Linked DNA regions of Sus scrofa: regions 2 and 3 are each linked to region 1. The links are chromatin contacts, called in public HiChIP or PLAC-seq maps. All regions are on one chromosome and are shown on one strand. Each heading gives the region's core, a stretch centred on a gene start, on an enhancer-like site or on the middle of the called end of the contact. The rest is flanking DNA. Distances are from core to core; before and after follow the strand shown.

What was found. HiChIP or PLAC-seq counts read pairs in DNA pulled down with a chosen protein or histone mark.
Region 2: an H3K27ac HiChIP or PLAC-seq map of skeletal muscle shows a contact between it and region 1. The contact joins two enhancer-like sites. A contact is called at or near these places in 2 of 47 Hi-C or Micro-C datasets (embryonic fibroblasts and psoas muscle) and 1 of 2 datasets of contacts at active chromatin or transcription factors (skeletal muscle).
Region 3: an H3K27ac HiChIP or PLAC-seq map of skeletal muscle shows a contact between it and region 1, with 4 times the contacts expected there. The contact joins two enhancer-like sites. A contact is called at or near these places in 1 of 47 Hi-C or Micro-C datasets (psoas muscle) and 1 of 2 datasets of contacts at active chromatin or transcription factors (skeletal muscle).

Annotation. Positions count from the first base shown.
Region 1 is chr1:28,533,312-28,536,011 of Sscrofa11.1, forward strand. No RefSeq gene overlaps it. Among named protein-coding and RNA genes, the nearest start is that of AHI1, 32 kb to the right of the region's middle. Within about 2 kb of position 1,405, at least 4 of the 83 cell types and tissues checked have an H3K27ac peak or open chromatin away from gene starts, as enhancers often do. A contact at or near this core is called in skeletal muscle, where this site is marked.
Region 2 is chr1:28,350,583-28,353,286 of Sscrofa11.1, forward strand. All of the region lies in intron 2 of PDE7B (cAMP-specific 3',5'-cyclic phosphodiesterase 7B), which reads right to left. Among named protein-coding and RNA genes, the nearest start is that of PDE7B, 74 kb to the right of the region's middle. Within about 2 kb of position 1,424, at least 3 of the 83 cell types and tissues checked have an H3K27ac peak or open chromatin away from gene starts, as enhancers often do. A contact at or near this core is called in skeletal muscle, where this site is marked.
Region 3 is chr1:28,333,547-28,336,246 of Sscrofa11.1, forward strand. All of the region lies in intron 2 of PDE7B (cAMP-specific 3',5'-cyclic phosphodiesterase 7B), which reads right to left. Among named protein-coding and RNA genes, the nearest start is that of PDE7B, 91 kb to the right of the region's middle. Within about 2 kb of position 1,450, at least 2 of the 83 cell types and tissues checked have an H3K27ac peak or open chromatin away from gene starts, as enhancers often do. A contact at or near this core is called in skeletal muscle, where this site is marked.

The DNA.
Region 1 (2,700 bases), core at 155-2,654:
CAATATCCCCTGCTCTCCCACTTCCATAGTTTTGTTTACACATTATTTCCACTCAGCATAAAAATAAATTATCATATGGGATGAGCACGCCAAATTGTGAAACATAATCATGGTCTTCTTTTTGTGATTTTAACAACCATAATACTGATTTCAAGGAATTTTATTCTTTCCTTAAAAAGTTGGTAAGAATACACACATTCAGACAGAATCTCCCTTTAAAATTTGCCTCAAATATAAAAGAATTATCTAACTCTTCAAATACTTTCCTCTTCTTTCCTTGTTTTTCAAAGATGTCCATGTGCCTCCTCTCATTCTGAAAAAACCCTGCCATCCCACTAACTTGTTTAAATCTTATCTCCTTTCCTGATTACCTCAAGAGCAGGGTTTCTCAACCTTGCCACTACTGTTGATATTTGGGGATAGAGAATTCTCTGTTGGGGTGGGACCCTCCTTTGCATTGTAGGATATTTAGCAGCATCTCTGGCCTGCTCACACTAGATTCCAATAGCACCCCTTCCTCGTTTCTCCACCCCACCAGAAATGACGGCCAGAAATGTCTCCAGAACTTGTCAAATACCCTCGTGGGCAAAACAGCCCCTGATTGAGAACCACTGACCCATAAGACACCTACTTTCCTTTGGGCCAGAAGTAACATCGAGGGCCTCCTGTTACTTTGCCAGTGAAAAGCTTTCACCATAGCTCACTTTCTGTTTTCTCACCTCCCTTTTTTCCCTGAGTGAAGGATGAGAAAAACAGGAGATTTTAGAAATACAATAGATTAATCACATTGTCCTTTGTTTGGTTGAAGAAGAATTATTCAGCACAGCTGTTGTGTTAATATTTCCACAAAACCTGCTATGTATTAGAGGAGGGAAACAATTATACAGATTAATGTATTCTTGTTCTACTATCTCATTGGTTCCATGGTAAAGAAAATGAAAATCTCTCTTAAGAGCTTCCTAATGAAACCTGTGATTCACCCTTTCTCAATCAAGAATAGACCTCATAATCAAATGAATAAAAAAGTTTTTCAAAATGAACAGCAATGTTGCAATGAAGCAAAATCTAGAAACATGAAATACAAATAACCTGTGCTAACACTTGCATGCTGTTGGCTGCTGGTGTGCAGCCAAAATGTCACTGTCGTACTTGGAATGACTGAGAAGTGAAGTCAGCTCTTGATTTTCCAAACTAACAGACAAATATATCTGACCTAGAAGGTCATCAATCTTCATCCATAAACTCAGGTTGCGAGAAATTGTCTTCTTTGACTCAATTTAATTTCCATGTTAAACTCTGATGTTGCAGGAGGAGCAAAAGGTCGTGAAAATTCTATTCAATAAATTTAGAACTCTTCTCTCTCAAAACTCTACCTGGGAATTTTGCCACTTCTCTGGGTTTCTGTCAAAGCAGGGCCGGCCAGACTGGCTGTACCATGGAGGGAGAGAAGGAGGAGTACAAACGGAGGCCTGAGGGCTATAGTTCATCTCCCCGTCTAGCACCCTCACACCACACACCCCTGCCAGCTTCCCCTGGATCTACCCAGGCCTACCTAGGCATGGCAGTGCAGCCCACACACCACATAGTAGAGGCCAGAGAAGGTGCAGAAAGCTTCCTGGGTCCAGTCAGAGAACCTAAGAAAGATGCCCTCGCCAGGCCGCCAGCAGTTCAGAAACCCTCTGTCTAAGGCCCATCCATTTGTATTGCCATTACCCTCTCTCTTTCAATTTTCCCTTTCTTTCCTGTATATACTCTGGAGAATCTTTCCTTCTTCAGAAGCAAAAAGCAACCCTTACAAGTGGTATTTCATGCAAATAATTTGTCCACACCCAGAGGCGTGCCATCACTTTAAAGGTGTGGGTCTCTTTGGTTTCTTTATTTTGTTTCCTACCATGTCACAACCTTTCCCTAGGTTACTAAGCAAAAACATGCTTTGCAGCTTAAGTGGCAGGGTGTGGATTTAATAAGAAAAAAAATAGATTTAAATTTCTAAAAATATTAAAATCAAAATATTACATGTATTTATAGTCTTATTTGACTGTAAGTTTATATTTGATATTGAAGCGTCTATACAAGATAAAGCATGTAGTATATGGGTAATTCCAGTACGAGAATATAAAAATCCTAAGTCCTGAAGACCCCTGGTATTTATACCTAGGGAAGACATAGACATGTAATAAAAGTGAAAGTCTTAGACACTAATTTCATCTCTTGAGCTTCTAGGATTTCTCCCAGAACAGGACAAATTCAGGTCTTAGAGGGCGCTATTAGGATGGATTTTGCATCTTCTGCCAGGTGTCTGCTGTTTTCACCATAAGGCAAAGATCTTGGGAACTAATTAATCCTGTTCCCTCCACACCTAAAGCGGGATTTCTTCAAAATGACTTTATCCCTTAAGTTTCTTTGGCTACAAGCAACAAAAACCAATTCTAGCTAATTTAAGATTTTAAATAAGGTATTGACTTCAAGAGCTGAAAATTCCAGAGCTGGAATGGTTTCAGACAAATCTGTCTAGGACTTCATCTTTAAGGGTCTTGACATCCTCAGGTTCTCACCTGAGGCAGTGGCTTCCTCAACTGCTCACACAAAGGTCTAGATCTTTAATCCTGGGTCTTGTGCTAAACTTGCCTTGCAATCATGGGAACACAATCATACTCTGACAGTCTTAGGCAAGGGATAGCAAACTTTTTCTATGAAGAG
Region 2 (2,704 bases), core at 174-2,673, 180 kb before region 1:
ATATAAGTTATCTTTTGCAAAACCTTTTGTTAAAAAGACTTTCTTTACCCCCATTTAAGTAATGTTGGTACCTTGGTTAGAAAAAATCAAGTGATTGTAAATGTGGATCTGTTTCTAGACATAATATTTGCTTTTAACTATTAGTCTTTCTTTACACAACATCACATCATCACAATTATAGTAAGTTTTGAAAGCAAAAAGTACAAATACCCCCAAAGTATAATTTTATTTCAAGACCGTTCTGGCTATTCTGAGTAGCCATATAAATTTTAAAATCATCTTGTTAACGCCTATGTACATTTTATTTGTCTATGTATTTTTTTTAAAAAAAAACTCCTGAGATTTTGTTTGGGAATACTTTGAATTTATAAATCAATTTAGAAAAAATTCACATCTTAAAAATAGTATTTCTATTAATGAACAGGGTATATACTTCTATTTATTTAGATCATCTTTAATTTCTCCCAACATTTTTTAGTTTCAGTGTAACAGATCTTGCACATATTTTAGTTATTCTTATTTTATATCACTTGACGTTATAAATAGTATTATTTTTTATTTTATCTTCCAATTGTTCTTTGCTAGTAACAGAAATAAAATTGATTTTTTACATTGACCTTGTATCTGCAACATTACTAAAATCATTTGTGTGCATCAGCAGTATTTTTTTAGATTAGTTTTCTACGTACATGATCATGTTACCTGTGAGTCAAGATAGCTTTACTTTTTCCTTTCTAATATTTTTTAAAAATTAGAAAATACTTCCTTTCTTGTCTTTTTTGCTCATCTTATAGAAATGACTGAAAGTTTTAGTTGAATGTTGAATAGACTGAACAAAGAACACACTCTTGCCCACTTCCTAATCCTTGGGGAAAGTTTTGTGGGAAAGAGATGGGAAGATACATATTGAGACATGGGCCGTGGCTAATAGCTTGGTTGGCTAGTCATCAGTGAGAAGCAAAGTGATTGGAAAATCGGTGATAGTGAGGTCTGACAAGAAGTATGTGGGTAGATTCTGGGCATAAATCATGAGAATCGTTTGGTCCTTCATCAATGCTCACCAAAGAGCTGTTGATTTGTAAACTGGTCCCTGTACACAGAGAGCAAGGAGAAACTACAGAAAGAGGCAGTCCACTCTGGGTTGGGAGCTGGCAGTTTTAATAAGCAAGGGAACTTACTTGGGAGGCTTGTCTCCATGCCTGCCTGCCAGAATCTAAAAAGTTTATACATAGAAGCCTTAACTGGGTTCAGTCACATACACAGTTCAGATGGACTCACAGACTCTCTCAAGGCTAGCACAGGGAAAGCAAGAGGAATGCACATTTCAAAGATGTGGAGGGGGTAAGAGGTCACATATTGCCTGGGCCCAGCTTGCAGGTCAACAGGTGGTCACATCCTCTCATGACCTCTTCCCACAAGAGCCACTTCAGCAGCAGAGGACACCATGATCCACTCTGTGGGCATGAGTGAGCCTGTTTTTGCAGCTATCCCTGTCTTTGTCCCATGAGCTCATAAACAAAGTAGCTACGGGCAGCAGGCAAAGAGATTTTGTATGGGCTAAGCAATGTGCATTTCTCATCATCAGGGCTGATCTGGCAACAGCTACTGCTGAGTGGCCAATCTGCTGCTGAAAGTTAATACTGAGCCCTATATGACACTATTTCCAGGAGGATCAGCAGGTTGCAGGGCGATAAGTAGAGTGATTACATTACTTCCATCCTAGAAGGTCGATTCTTTGTTCTCAATGGAACAGAAACCTACTGTGGATATACATTCGCCTTTCCTACCTGCAATGTTTCTGCCAAAATCACCCTCTGTGGACTTGTTCCCCACCATGATATTCCATACTGCACAGCTTCTGATGAAAGAAATCATTCTACAGCTAAGAAAGGGCAGCATTAGGTCTGTGTGCATGAGATTCCCTTGCATTATTACCTTCTCCATCACTCTGAAACAGTTGACCTGATAGAATGACCTTTTGAAGACTGGGTTATGATGTCAGATGGATGACAACACATTGAAGGACTAGAGTAATGCCATTCAGGATAAGTCAGTGTTTAACTTACAATGCTTCTCTCACAGCCAGGCCTCACAGGTCTGGGAATCAGAAGTGGAAGTGGATGTGGCTTATCTCACTACTGACTGCTGATGAGTCACTAACAAAAGTACTGCTTCTCAGCTCTACAACCTGGGTTCTTCTGGCTTAAAGGGCTTAGTTCTCAAGGAAGGAATGAGTCTCCTGGGGGCCACAGAAAGCGTTCCATTAAATGGAAATTTGACAGTGTCATCTGGCTACATAAAAGTACTCGTGGTAGTGAGTCAATGGGTAGAGAAGAGGAATTTTAATTCGGCTGAAGTGACTGATTCTGATCATCAAGAGGATATGAAGTTTCCACTACACTAAGAAGGTTAGGAGGAGTGTGTCTGTAAATCTCAAAAGGATACATCTTAGTACTTCCACACAGTGTGGTAAAAACTAAAGCAAAGCTGCTAATCATTTATGCCCTTTAGGAATAAATGTTCGGTTTGTCCTACTAGGCAGAGAATTATGACTACACAAGGTGCTTGCTGAAGGCAAAGAGTATATGGGTGGCAAAATGAAGTATAGAATTAATAAAAACATGTTACCAGTTGCAGAAATAAACGCTAATATGTATTTCTTCCTTATTTTTATGTGAATGATTTGTACTTTTATTAACCAGCT
Region 3 (2,700 bases), core at 200-2,699, 200 kb before region 1:
GGGTACAGAGAATAGTACTCCAGGGTCCACTTACTCTCAACCTATTTGTAAAACCTACTATTAGTGGCAAGTGACAGGGGCAGGGGGTGGGCTAGAGCAATGGGAAGACTTTTCTCTTAAGAGCACATTGGCAACTAATGTTATATAATTTCCTTTTACTGACCACAGAATAGCTGGTCATTATAGCTTTTAGGCACGATGCATCGCTGTTGTCATATAATACCATACACAATAGAAGTTTGCCACAAATACTGCAATGAAACTTTAAACAGTAAAATCCTAGGAAAATACTATGATTTGGAGAGCCACAGTTCAACAGGAAGGGAATGTGTGACTTTCTATGGGCATTTTGGAAGCATAATGATAATTATGGGTAATTGAACTGTGCCTTTGAGTAGAAAATTTTAAAATAAAGAATAATTAAAATACTACGCATTAACATTTTTAACCATTTCAAAATTATTTATACCAGTAACTCTATTTTATTCTTATACTTCTGGGTACAAGTATAACCATGTGCAGGTTATCTTTCATATCTCCCATCTTCCTGTTCTCCCTAACTCCTCAAATATCCAGGTTGTATGAACTGCATTCTACTCTCCTCAACACACACAGATTAAAATTTCCCTTCTGAAAAGGGATCTGAAAAGCTAAACCACACTGAAGTGTAACTGATAACAATCCTGATATCTACCTGTTTCAAAATACCAGCAACTTAAGTTTTAGAAGGATTAACTCAAAAGACTGAGTCAAAAATGCTGTGATAAAAATAATTCCTGGATAGTTTCTCCTGACTCCAGACACAATCCCTATTGGTTTCATTCTGTTGCCTCAATATGATCACGGTAGCTATAATTTCTCATTTTTCCTTATTGAAATGCCAATATACTTGGGAAGGAACAATTACTATGTCTTATTAGCCAATAATACACAGCTTAATTTATATATTTTCTTCTCTGAAAATTATTCAAAAGTGGGTTAGGGAAGAAAATGGTGAGATCAGCACCAAGAGGAAAAGGAGAGAAGTGAGATCATTATATGCCAAACATAATGCTGTATCTATAGGGTACAATGCTATGTCTATTATTTCATTCAGTTTTCACTTAAGTGGAATGATGTAGGTAATTTCTCCATTTTATACATGAGAAAATTGAGACTGAGAGAAGTAAACATACTAGTTGAAGTTCACGAGTGATAAAGATTCAAACCAAAAGATGTGTGAATTCAAAAGCCTTGCTTTTTTAAGGAGCACTGAATGAAATCTGAAGGCTGGAGGCTGACAAGCCCCATTGGAGTCCAGCAAAGCTGGCCCTGCCACTTGCCCTCAAAACTGGACTGGGAACAGATCTCCGATTTCCTGACTCCTGGCCGAGTATTCCTTCCACGAGACCACACAGAAGGCTCTTATGCAATAATCAGGATTAGGGCTTGGCTCTTTTGCCCAGCAGCCAAAGCCAATCTCCATGAGTCAAGCCAGACCTTTTACACCGGTTTGGGGCAACCAGGGGTAAGAGTCAACCTGTGCAATGCCTCTTGTGAAAATGGTAGGTGAAGGGAGCAATAGGAATTTGGCTTCCTCTTTGAACACCTTTGAAAAAGCAGCAATTAATCTTTCAAGGCAATTGTTCTCATACGTAGTGTTGAGACAGAGTGGTGTGTGTTATACTTGTGCGAGGCACAGCACAGACAACCAGTCCTCATCAGTCACGAGGTCACTGTCCTGAACAGAAGCGTAGTTGATGAGACTACAAAATCTCACCCAAAGCAGGGGGAGAGAGAACTAAATTAAACAAATCATTGCGTTTGAATTAAATCAACAGAAAGCTCAGGAAAACATCCACTTTTTATTTATTGATGTTACAAATCTCCAAAATGTACTCCAATAAATCGACTTCTTTCACGCATCCAGTGCTAACCAAATCATCTAATCAAGTGTGATTTCTATCAAGTACAAAGAGGTAAACAAAGAGGGCAAACAAAGGGGTCTTTTCACCAACTAAACAATTTTCTTGGTTTGTGGCTTTGACTTTTCCCTGGATATCTAGCCAGACGGTCCACCCTTCAAATTTTGGACCTGCCAGACTCTACAATCACATGATCCAATTCTTTTTATTTTTTTGGCTTTTTTTTTTTTTTTTTTTGGCTTTTTACCTTTTCTAAAAGGGCTGCTCCTGCGGCATATGGAGATTCCCAGGCTAGGGGTCTAATTGGAGCTGTAGCCACCAGCCTACACCAGAGCCACAGCAACTCAGGATCCGAGCCATGTCTGCGACCTACACCATAGCTCACAGCAACGCTGGATCCTCAACCCACTGAGCAAGGCCAGGGATCGAACCTGCAACCTCATGGTTTTAGTTGGACTCGTTAACCACTGTGCCACGACGGGAACTCCTTTTTTGACTTTTTTTTTGCACTTTTCTTGAGCCGCTCCCGTGGCATATGGAGGTTCCCAGGCTAGGGGTCTAATAGGAGCTGTAGCCACCGGCCTATGCCAGAGCCACAGCAATGTGGGATCCAAGCCTTGTCTGCGACCCACACCACAGCTCACGGCAACGCCAGATCCTTAACCTAAGGCCAGGTATCAAACCTGCAACCTCATGTTTCCCAGTCAGATTTGTTAACCACTGCGCCACGATGGGAACTCCACATGAACCAATTCTTTAAAATAAAATATATTTATTCTCTCTCTGTCTGTCTCTC